2 separate regions of the Mus musculus genome follow, and region 1 is linked to region 2. The links are chromatin contacts, called in public ChIA-PET maps. All regions are on one chromosome and are shown on one strand. Each heading gives the region's core, a stretch centred on a gene start, on an enhancer-like site or on the middle of the called end of the contact. The rest is flanking DNA. Distances are from core to core; before and after follow the strand shown.

Region 1 (4,887 bases), core at 355-2,854, 130 kb after region 2:
TATCCATCAGAAGCCCATTTTAACATCCCAGAGTCCTCTTGCTCATGGACACAAACTTGCTACACTGTAAGGAGAGCAGGTATTAAGAAGAGGCTAATTCTGTTGCTTTTGGATTCCTGGGATTGGGTGGGGCTAATTTTGTCTAGGGGGAGCTTTGCTTCAGCATCCTATGGAATTTTAGCTTGAAATACCAGGCACCTACAACCCACCAGCTGGTTGCTGTTGCTCTGTACTGCACGTCTTATTGCTAAGCGTTCTAAATAAAGTGCTTTCATCAAATGTTGAAATGCCCATAACAGAGGGTCAAGGAGATGACTCAATCAATAAAGTGCTTGCTGCACAAGTCTGAGGACCTGAGTTCGGATCCCAGCATTCACATAAAAAGCCAAGCATGGTGTGCATTGTTGAGGTCCCACCACCGATAGGAGACTGAGATAGGTAGACCCCTGGGGTGCATGGACCAGCCAGCCTAACTGAAGGAGGGAGTTCAAATTCAGGGAGAAGCTCTGGAGAGAGGCAGGGTCGGGAGCCAAGGGGAAAGGACATCAAAAATTGATCTCTAACCTCTGAGTGAACATACGGACACCTGCATACATACATACATGTCTACACACAGAAACATGGACACATACACGGATGCAAAAATTTGTATTTCTAAAAGATCATAGCAACTCTTACACACCGAGCCCTTACTGTGTGGAAAGTTCCAGAACTGGGAACTATGACTCAGCTCTCTTTCCTGGAGACTGGCTTGGTTCTGGTACTTATTCACATCTTCCCAGCTGCTTAGGAAGGACTGAGAAGTGAAGAGAGTCGGCCTGGGGCCATTGCATTAGCCTCTCTCCTGGGGGAATGCTTGTCCTCCTCCTCCTCCGAAGCCTGGGATCGGGAGGAGAGCGAGAGAGGACTTGGAAAGGATGGGGGAGTGGATTTCAAAATGTTCCTTTCCGTTGGATCTCTTTCTCCTTCTGGCTGCTGTCTAGTCTTGGTTACAAAAAAGAAAGAAAGAAAGAAAGAAAGAAAGAAAGAAAGAAAGAAAGAAAGAAAGAAAGAAAGAAAGAAAAAACTTCTACAAATCTCCATTCAGGGTTCTCTGAGAATGGCAACCATAGGAACCAAGAATTTTAAGTGCATTCCCTTTGTCTTTTTGCCAAACTGATAAAAGGCGCCTTTGATTTTCTTAGTGGGTGAAGGGGAGAGAGGAGGAGCCAAAAACCCACTTCCTCTTGTCAAGGGACCTATGGGGCTGGATTTGCAGTAAGGAGGAGCTGCAGGGTCCCCTAGGTCACAGGGCTCACCCTCCCAAAGGATCCCCAGCACAGATAGCTGGCTTCATTGGGTTCATTTTCTTGGGGAAGATGATATTAATGACAGTCCCTCTTCCTCCCTTATTTAGAACAATTTAGTGTAATCTCTCATTGCCAGAGAGGTCCTGGCCACAGCCTGAAGAAAAAATAATAAAAGGGGCAGGAAATGAAAAATCTGTTTTCCTTACTGATAACGTAACCTAAGCTGCTGGGTTTTCCCCACTTCCCCCAGGTTCAGCGTATCTGCCGTGATGACGGTTGAGTAGGGAAAAGGCCGTGTGTAAGCGTCAACTTCCCAACAGAGAGATGAGAGTCTCAACTTGAAGCTTTTGGTCCTAGACTTGTCATAAGCTAGCAACTGCAGGACAGCCTGCATTCTCACTGTGAATGGTGAGTCCTGAACTCTGGCTGCCTGAGAAACTCCACAGCTGAGGCTGGAAGCTACTGGCACCAGCTACCCTAAAAGGTTTCCTGGGACCCACAGGGACTAGACCAGCCCTGCTGTGTGACAATGGAAGGCTAGCCTTTCAGCCTTCCCCAAAACTGTCCTTAAGTACAATTGACCCCAGGGCTCACCTAGATGGATACCCTGGTCTAGCTGGGTGCATATTCAAAAGACAAATCAAAACAGCCCTAAGACCCTATGCAGTCCTGATGGCACAAGGGATGTGACCTCACTTCTACCCTGGCATGGAGAGTGGTGTTCCTTGGGTGGACTGGGAAGTGTGAATGAGAAGGACAGTGGAACTCCATTGGGTCAGCTTTATTCACTTGACACAGGAACCCCGGCCTTGCATTGCTATACTTTCTGTATTTAAGAAAAGGCAGATACAGGCCGGCAAGATAACCAGGCAATTAAAGGTGCTTGCAACCGAGCCCAGTGGCCTAGGTTTATTTGATGCCTGGGTGGAAGGAGTGGTGGAAGGAGTGAACTGACTCCCTCAAGTCCTCCTCCAGCATGCTGTGTGCAGCCAATCAATCATCCATCAATCAATTGATCGATGTAAAAAACAAAATATAGACATACCTTTTTAAAGGACACATCTGAGTGTTTAAATGTAATATACTTTAGTTTACTTTAGTTTTATGGCAGGGTCTTGCTAAACAGTCCAGGCTAGACTCACATTTAGTATCCTCCTGCCTCAGTTTTCCTTGTACTCTACATGCCCCATCTCACCCAGCTGTATGTCATGTTAATTATAAAGTGCTAGATAGCATGTCAAGTGTATTGGTGTGCACTGTGATCCCTGTGTTGGGGAGGCAGAGTCAAAGGAATCCCTAAAGCTTACTGCCCAGCCGGTCTAGCCTAACAGGAATCCCTAAAGCTTACTGCCCAGCCAGTCTAGCCTAACAGGAATCCCTAAAGCTTACTGCCCAGCCGGTCTACCTAACAGGTGAGCTTCAGGCCAAGAAGAGACCCTGTCTCAAAGCTTTATGAAGGATGACAAAAAAGTCGTCCTCTTGTCTTCACACAAATCACACTCTCACACATATGCACACACCCACAAACACCTTCACATATGCTCACATGCAGAACACACACATTCACAGAGACATGGATACATATGCATTAACACACACACATTCACAAGACAATGTACACGCATGCACACACATGAATACACATTCACACATGTACACACACACACACATGAATCAAAGTGCTAGATAGTCATTTATAATGCAAACAGGTCTTGAGGGAACCTTGCAACCTCACCCCTGGAATAAATCGTTTCTAATGTCCACCACATCCTGTTTAGGATCTGAGTTCCATGTGAAAATACCAGACAGTGTTTCTATGATAACAAACATCACTTCCCCTATTCAAAGCAGAAAAATGAATCGTCCCTGGCATTCCAATGTATTACATTTCTAAGGAAACAATTAGTGTCTTAGACTGAGCATCACCAAAATAGTCTTGCTGTGCTGTTACAGAAAAGAACTGAACCCACTCCATTGTATTGTAATTTACAGCATCTTGGGAGTAAGCATGGGGCGACTAAGGAATTTGCTGTTTTATGATAATTTGTTTCAAGAAACATGTTTTAAGTGTTGGATCTTTCTTATATATTGTGGGTAAAAAAAAGTGCATTGCTACAAGCATATGAAAAACTTGGAGGGCTGAATAGTGGAGAAGCTTTCCGACTCAAAGGAAATCATCTTCCAATAGCCTTTGAGCTAGGTCATTTCAAGGCAGAAGGAAAAAGCAAAATGAGAAGAAAGAGCAAGCCATTCATTCAGTCTCTGTTCCATCTTTGTCCCCACATTTCTTTTAGACAGGAACAATTTGGGGTCTACAATTTTTGAAGGTAGGTTGGTGTCTCAATCCCCCCATTGGGAGCCCTGTCTATCTACTGGAGATGGTCTCTTCAGGTTCCATATCCCCAGTGTTGGGCATTTCGGCTAAGGTCACCCACAATGAACATACAAGGGGTGGTCTAAGGGCCCCAGCAATATGTAGCAGAGGTTAGCTTCAGTGGGAGAGGATGCTCCTAGTCCTGTAGAGACTTGATGCCCCAGGGAGAGAGGTGGTTCCCAGGGTGGGGCACCCTCTCAGAGTCTAAGGGGAAGGAGGATGGAGAACCAGAAGGGGGGCAACATTTGAGATGTAAATAAATAAAATAATGAAGAAGAAGAAGGAGGAGGAGGAGGAGGAAGAGGAGGGGGAGGAGGAGGAGGAGGAGGAGGAGGAGGAGGAGAAGGAGAAGCAAGGAGCCAACAAAGAATGGATGGGACAAAAATAGTCACTATTAGGACATGTTCCTAGTATAGCACCCTTCTGCTTCTGAGTAGTTTGAGTTGCTGGTGTGTGCTCATGGAAGGCAGGACATAGCACCGGGCAGTAGGAGTCACCTTATGTTACCCTTTAACTTGCAGCTGGCTTCTAAGTAACTGCTGCCCAAAGCTGTCCATCTTCTTGAGTACTGTCGGCAACTTTTTGACATGTGTTCATTGCATATTCATTTCTTTAATAAATACATATATTGATTCCCAGCACTGTGTTTGGCAGCTATTTGAGCTGAAAATGAAGTTGGCAGTTAAGGAAGAAAGATGAATCAGTATGCAGTTTCAAAGTGGGAATGAACAATGGGTATCAGTGCCTCTCTGGGTGAAATGAGAGATACCCAGGGCATGGAGGACTTGTAGACGGTTTTGTGAGCTGTCCAGAAGAGTGACATGGGTACCCCATCTTTGTTAAGAGAAACTCTCCTTTGGGCTAAATTTGTTAAAATCGAGCTACAGGGGATGAGTTGGCTGGAAAATCCCTTATATGATGATGAGGAAAACCAGCCTGGAAATTCTAGTCTCTGCACCCAACTTTCAAGCTGAGGGCAATGCTCAGTATAGAGCCTCTTTCCCTGTTGTACTGGCTTCCCACTTCCGGTGATGGACATGGAGAAATTCTTGCTGAGAATCCTGGGCATCCTGCCTCTAGTTGACACCAGGGCTGTAGGAAGAGCCCTGCCTTTCAGAGGCACCCTCTGGGCCATCCAGAAGGCTTACCAACCTTCCCACTGCTTAGAGCAGAGCTGGCATTCCATTGTGAATCCATGACTCAACATATTGCACTAGTTGTTTT
Region 2 (5,437 bases), core at 669-3,168:
TTGCAAACACAGAGCCCCAGAACCCACATAAAAAACAATAAGAAGCATACTTGGGAAATTCTAGTCTAATAAAGACCTTATCTTCAAACTTAAAATGTGAGTGACTCCTGAGAAACAATTTCCAAGGTTGGCTTCTGACTTCTGGGTATAAGTGCATACACAAACGGAAGCACAGTGAATGAGGGGTGGCTCCCTCCAGTTGCTGTTGCTGTTCAAGCATTAGGGGCTGAGTGTTGGAGCCCCAGAACTCGTAGAAAAAGGCAGGTATGGCAGCACATGCCTGTAACCCAAGTACTTTGTTGGGGAAAATGGAAATGAGCAGATACCCCCCCAGTGTCTCTCTCTCTCTCTCTCTCTCTCTCTCTCTCTCTCTCTCTCTCTCTCTCTCACACACACACACACACACACACACACACACACACACACACACACACTCACCAGTGTGAAGCTCTAGAATATAGGGACAGAGGAACATTCTGTGAATGCCTTGGGGCTTTGCAGTCACTCAAATTACCAGTGACTCTAATTAACTTCCCAGGATTCTGGAACAGTCTTTATCTGCATTGTAAAAAAGGAATGTATCCCTCAGGGAACATGTCAGGCTGAGACCTTCCTGGGTGAGTTTTCTAGAATAGTAGAGGCATGGTGATATGGCAGCTGGGAAATAGCAGATTAAACAGAAATCTCCAGTCTTTGGTGCTATACTCTTTTTAGGAGACCTAGAAAGTGCCAGATTCCACTTTTCAGTTGAATAGACCTTGTGTGTGTGTGTGTGTGTGTGTGTGTGTGTGTGTGTGTGTGTGCACGCGCGCACACGTGTGCAGTTACTAATATCATTGTAATATAGTGTGCCAAGCTCTGTCCCAAAACTGAATGGACTTTAGTTCTACCATGAATTAAACCAGTAATGAGTACTTTCATCTCTGATTCAGACATTATCTACTAGATTTGATAGCTACTGACCACTCAAGACTCCTTTGCTTAGGATGAAATACTTACACTCTCTGGACCTCAGGATTCTCTTTGATCCATTGTTCATCACAATAGCTCCATATAGTGAGGTCTGTATGGCTCGCGTGCTAAGGACTTCACATGAGGGAACTCCTATGTCTACAGCAAACTTAATGCAGATGGCCTGAAACTTAGGTTAAGGGACTTAACTAAAGTCAAAGAGCATTGACTAATTCCAGAGCAGAGAATTAAAGCACGTCTTTGCACCAGTGTAGTTTGGGCTCTATGCCACTAAGGCCCATCCTGGCTTTCATATTGTAGCACTCCAGGGCCTTGAAGACTCATATAAAGATAGCTTGAGGGGGGGAATGGCAAGGTAGGTTGGTGGGTAAAGTCACCTACTACCAAACCAGATGACTTTGTGTGGTCCCATGGGACCCATGGGGTGGAAGGAAAGAACCAGAGACTCCTACAAGTCAGAGTGTACAAGCTTCACATGCACACAGTCACACCGAGACACACTTCATAAAGAAGTATAAAAACAATGATGATAGACGCTCCCAAACCTGCTTAAGCAGAAAAGGTTGCTGGAGTAAAAAGGGGTAGAAAGGATGAGAGTCGCCACACTGCCGAAAACACGGAAGAAACATGAGCAAAGCTTCTGAAAGCAAAATGCCATCGTCAGTGGCTCAGAGCTCATCACCCAACTATGTCAAGGTACTAGGAAGCTAAGTGCAGCCTCTCTTTCCAGACTGCACTGAGCCATCACTGTCCCTTCTCTCGGGATGGCATCGCGATGGCCATTCAGCCAATGGCTTCACACAGCAGACAGAGCCACCCAGTAAGGGTCTTCAAAGCTGCTGCATGGGAAGTCACCTCACCTTTGCAACTTTTCTACTCTATGCAGGTGTCAGCCACAGCTAGAGGAGCTGTGACTTTCACTTTAGCCAAGATGCTCCGTGGATACACACGCACGCTGGCACCCACAGTGTGCTCACTCAGAGATAGGGTGTCTTGGTTTCCTCTGCTTACACAACTGAAGCTGCCTGGGGACACTTTTATTTAGATGGCTCATCGGCCACAAACTGTTTCGTTACGTGTTGCCTGGCTCCCTTCACTTCCTGCACATTCTCTTGAGCAGATAGTTCATCTCCTTATCTCAGAGAACTATTTCCCCAAGTGTAGCCCTGGAGTTAGGAGTGTTGATACCATCGAGGCTGGTAAGCATGAAACCACCCTTTTGGTAATTGTTGGAGTGGTGCTTTTTTTCATGTTTGCTTCATGAAGAGATGATGTGGTTAGATTTGAGTGGGGCCTTGCTGAGGGTGTCATCTGTGCCTGGGGTTACCCACATCGTCACGTGGTTCACTTCTTTGTGCAGCACGATGATCTTATCTTATGGGTTGCACCTCTGCATGACACTCCAAGCTCCTTCTAGCTTTTGTGTGTGCATGCCCATGCAAATGTGGGCACTGGGCCTGTGTGGGGGGCTTACTCAAAGCAGCTGCTCACCGGTGGGTGCTTTAGTCATTAATGTATAATGGGAACTGGTCAATTGGGGGCCTCTCCAGCTGTGCTTAGAAAGTCAGGTTTACCTGACTTTTTCTCTTGAAATTTGCCTGAATTAGATATAGTTTTTCTAAGTTTCGAACGTGGTAATTCCTTTGTTCTCTCTCTATTCTGGGAACTGACCACTCAGAGTGCAAAGGTGAATACAACAGAGCAAATATCCTTAGGAGACTCTCAATATAGTAACACACACACACACACACACACACACACACACACACACACACACACACACTGGGAGGAGTGGGAAAGAAAGGTGGGAAGGGAGGGAGGAGAGATGACAAATATCTAGAATCTAATTCAGGAAGGGCCAAGGAGATACCAGGATCTGTGGGAAGACAGACTAGGACCAGAAGAGACCCTGTGAGGAGCAAGAGGCATATCAAGCCCATCTTCAAAGTCAAGAACAAGCTCACCACTTCAAAAATAGAGAAAATGTTCCCAGAAAAGGCCAGAAGAAAAGAAGCATATGAAGGCGGAACTATTTGGCTTGTTTGTATGTCCCAAATAGAGCAGCAGGCCCAGCAGCAGGCTGCACAAAGCTCACTGGCTCCTCTGGCATGGAAATTTGTGTATTTTCCTGAGGTGTGTGCTTTAAAAATTAATCCAAAGCTTAATTTGTGAGTTCATCAGAAACTCCAGAACATCCGAAGGAGATTTGGGGGAACTTTGTTCAGCCTGGCCACTGTTCCATGGTTCTGACATGTCTTTCCCTTCACGCAGCATTCAAACCTGCGAATTCTCCACCCCACGGTGTTAATCATAAATGTATCCTTGACCTCTACCCGCTGGGGAAAAAGCAAAACAAAACAAAAATACACACGTGGACAGGGTGACAGGGCCCCTCTCAAATCCCTTGAGAGACTCACAGACTCTTGACAAGGACATCTGTGGTAGAACATGGGTGGGAATGGCTGAAGCTGCAAGGTTGTGAAGGGAAAATAATTCTCTGCTTGGAGACATAGGACTACGGTCCTGACCAACCAGTCATCTCATCCATGGGGACATAAGTCTTTCTATCCTCTCATTTCCTCACATAGGGTGAGGTCCTGATGTGATGGTTAGCATCTCTGCTACTTTATCTGCATCACCCTTGCCTCTTTCATGCATGTGCACCAGGGTGAATGAGAATAAAATAAACACCTCACCTTAACATAAGAATACTGCAATTTTTGTTAAATGTGCTTTGAACAAGGTTGAAAAAAATCCTGAGGCAGTCGAATGAGCACAGTCCTTTCCCTGTCTCCTTGCAACTTAGACACAAGGAGCAGGGAGAAGAAATCAGGACCGATCTCTGAGCTGAGTTGTTCTTGGGTTTGGACATTTGGTGATCTCAACCTAGGAATGGAATTTCACGTGGGGTGCAGATAGATGAAGGGGTACATAGAGCTGGAGCTGTCACAGGAAGTGGTCGTGGACCAATGTCTCAAATGAGCAGCCAACTCAGAGGCATCCTCCTCCCAGCAAGTGCAGGGCCCACTGTTCCTGCCAGTCCTTAGGAAGAGCCCCAGCTGTGTCTTCTTTGTTCACTCCATTTCTAGCTGGGGCAGAAGGAGGGGGGCTGGATTGTCTCCTGTCCTACTTTGCTTTCTGTTGCGGTGATGAATGTCCTGACAGAAAGCAGCTGAGGGGAGAAGGGAGGGGCTTCTTTGACTTGTAGTTCCAGGTACCAGTGCACTAGTATGAGGAAATCAAGACAGGAGCTTAGAGCATCCCAGCACATCATCTCAGTCAAGCACGGAGAAAGGAGTCTACCCATGCCTCGTGCCCACTGCTGTACTCTGCCTCTTTTCTTTATCTTACACAGCTCAGGACCTAGCCTAAGGTACTGCTGAGTTCAGGGAGGGATTGTCCACCGCACTTAGCAATCAACCTCAGCCTCCACAGGCATGCCCACAGGCTAACCTGACCTGGACAATCGTCAATGGAGGTTCCCTTCTACAGTGCTATAAGTTCCGTCAAGTTGGCAGTAAGGACAGAGCAACATGCTGTCTACTATGTTCTGAGGTTTCCTAGGGCATCATCTTTCACACTGGCCAACAAGGTGGGTTTTGGAGGGGAGGCTATTCATAGCCACCCAGGCTGGATAGAAAAAGCAAGGAAGACGGCTAGTGGGTAGTGCTTTTGATGATGTGAGATCTCAGCTTCCCACTGTCTACAACTGGCTGTGTACTTCCGTAGTCACTCCCTCTCTGCAGGCCTCACTGCCCTGCCTGTGAAGTACAATTAGCCTAAACTCCCAGGACTTCTATGAAAAGCAACACCCAACCCTCCCGACCCCCTGTCATCCTAACCTGGTGTGGAGCCAGCAGTCTGTAAATAGTAGCCTCCAAGGTATCTTCTTATGTTTAATGTCTAGGAAAGTAAGTTACAGTGGAAATATAGGAGTTCCTGTCTGCCAAGCCAGACATTTGGACTTTTCTCCTCCAGCTGTAGATATTCCAGAAGGGAATGGGACCAAAGAAATTGGTGTTTGGGGAAACTGTCACCTGTCATCACTTGGAGAAACGTTGGCATAAAGATGGAATGTTGGCAAAGGAGCTGGGTCAGTGTCCAAGGCCAGTAGACTCAGGACCTGGGGAGACAGTGGAAGGAACAGGATGAAGAAAACAGACTAGTGAGGAATAAGAAGGGGGCTCCTGAGCAGTGGTTGGCTGCTCGGCTTGGCCACCACAAAGGAGGAAGGAGGAACCAAATCTGTGCTCTGGAGGCATGGCAATGGTGACATTGCCCCAGGCTGATGAAGTGTGAGGGAGAGGCAGGGCAGCACTGAATAACTCTGCTAGCTCTTGGATCTCATGTCTAAGTTGCTACTTGGTACCTTCCCTGGCTTTTCTTCCAAAGGAATGTTAGTGTTAGCTTTACCCCTGTGGTGGTATGGTAGATGTTTTATACTTTCCTTCTAAGTAGAAAAGGG

The links. ChIA-PET counts read pairs in DNA pulled down with a chosen protein or histone mark.
Region 1: a contact with region 2 is called in an RNA polymerase II ChIA-PET map of memory CD8 T cells, with 86 read pairs. The contact joins two enhancer-like sites. A contact is called at or near these places in 5 of 484 Hi-C or Micro-C datasets (CD4 T cells, Th1 cells, adipose-derived mesenchymal stem cells and 2 more) and 6 of 115 datasets of contacts at active chromatin or transcription factors (CD8 T cells, the SCID.adh cell line, T-cell acute lymphoblastic leukemia and 3 more).

Annotation. Positions count from the first base shown.
Region 1 is chr9:69,164,052-69,168,938 of GRCm38.p6, forward strand. The region is part of intron 1 of Rora (RAR-related orphan receptor alpha); the gene reads left to right. Among named protein-coding and RNA genes, the nearest start is that of Gm46153, 140 kb to the right of the region's middle. Within about 2 kb of position 1,605, at least 50 of the 459 cell types and tissues checked have an H3K27ac peak or open chromatin away from gene starts, as enhancers often do. A contact at or near this core is called in CD8 T cells, the SCID.adh cell line, T-cell acute lymphoblastic leukemia and 4 more, where this site is marked.
Region 2 is chr9:69,032,478-69,037,914 of GRCm38.p6, forward strand. All of the region lies in intron 1 of Rora (RAR-related orphan receptor alpha), which reads left to right. Among named protein-coding and RNA genes, the nearest start is that of Gm31262, 210 kb to the left of the region's middle. Within about 2 kb of position 1,919, at least 55 of the 459 cell types and tissues checked have an H3K27ac peak or open chromatin away from gene starts, as enhancers often do. A contact at or near this core is called in CD8 T cells, the SCID.adh cell line, T-cell acute lymphoblastic leukemia and 4 more, where this site is marked.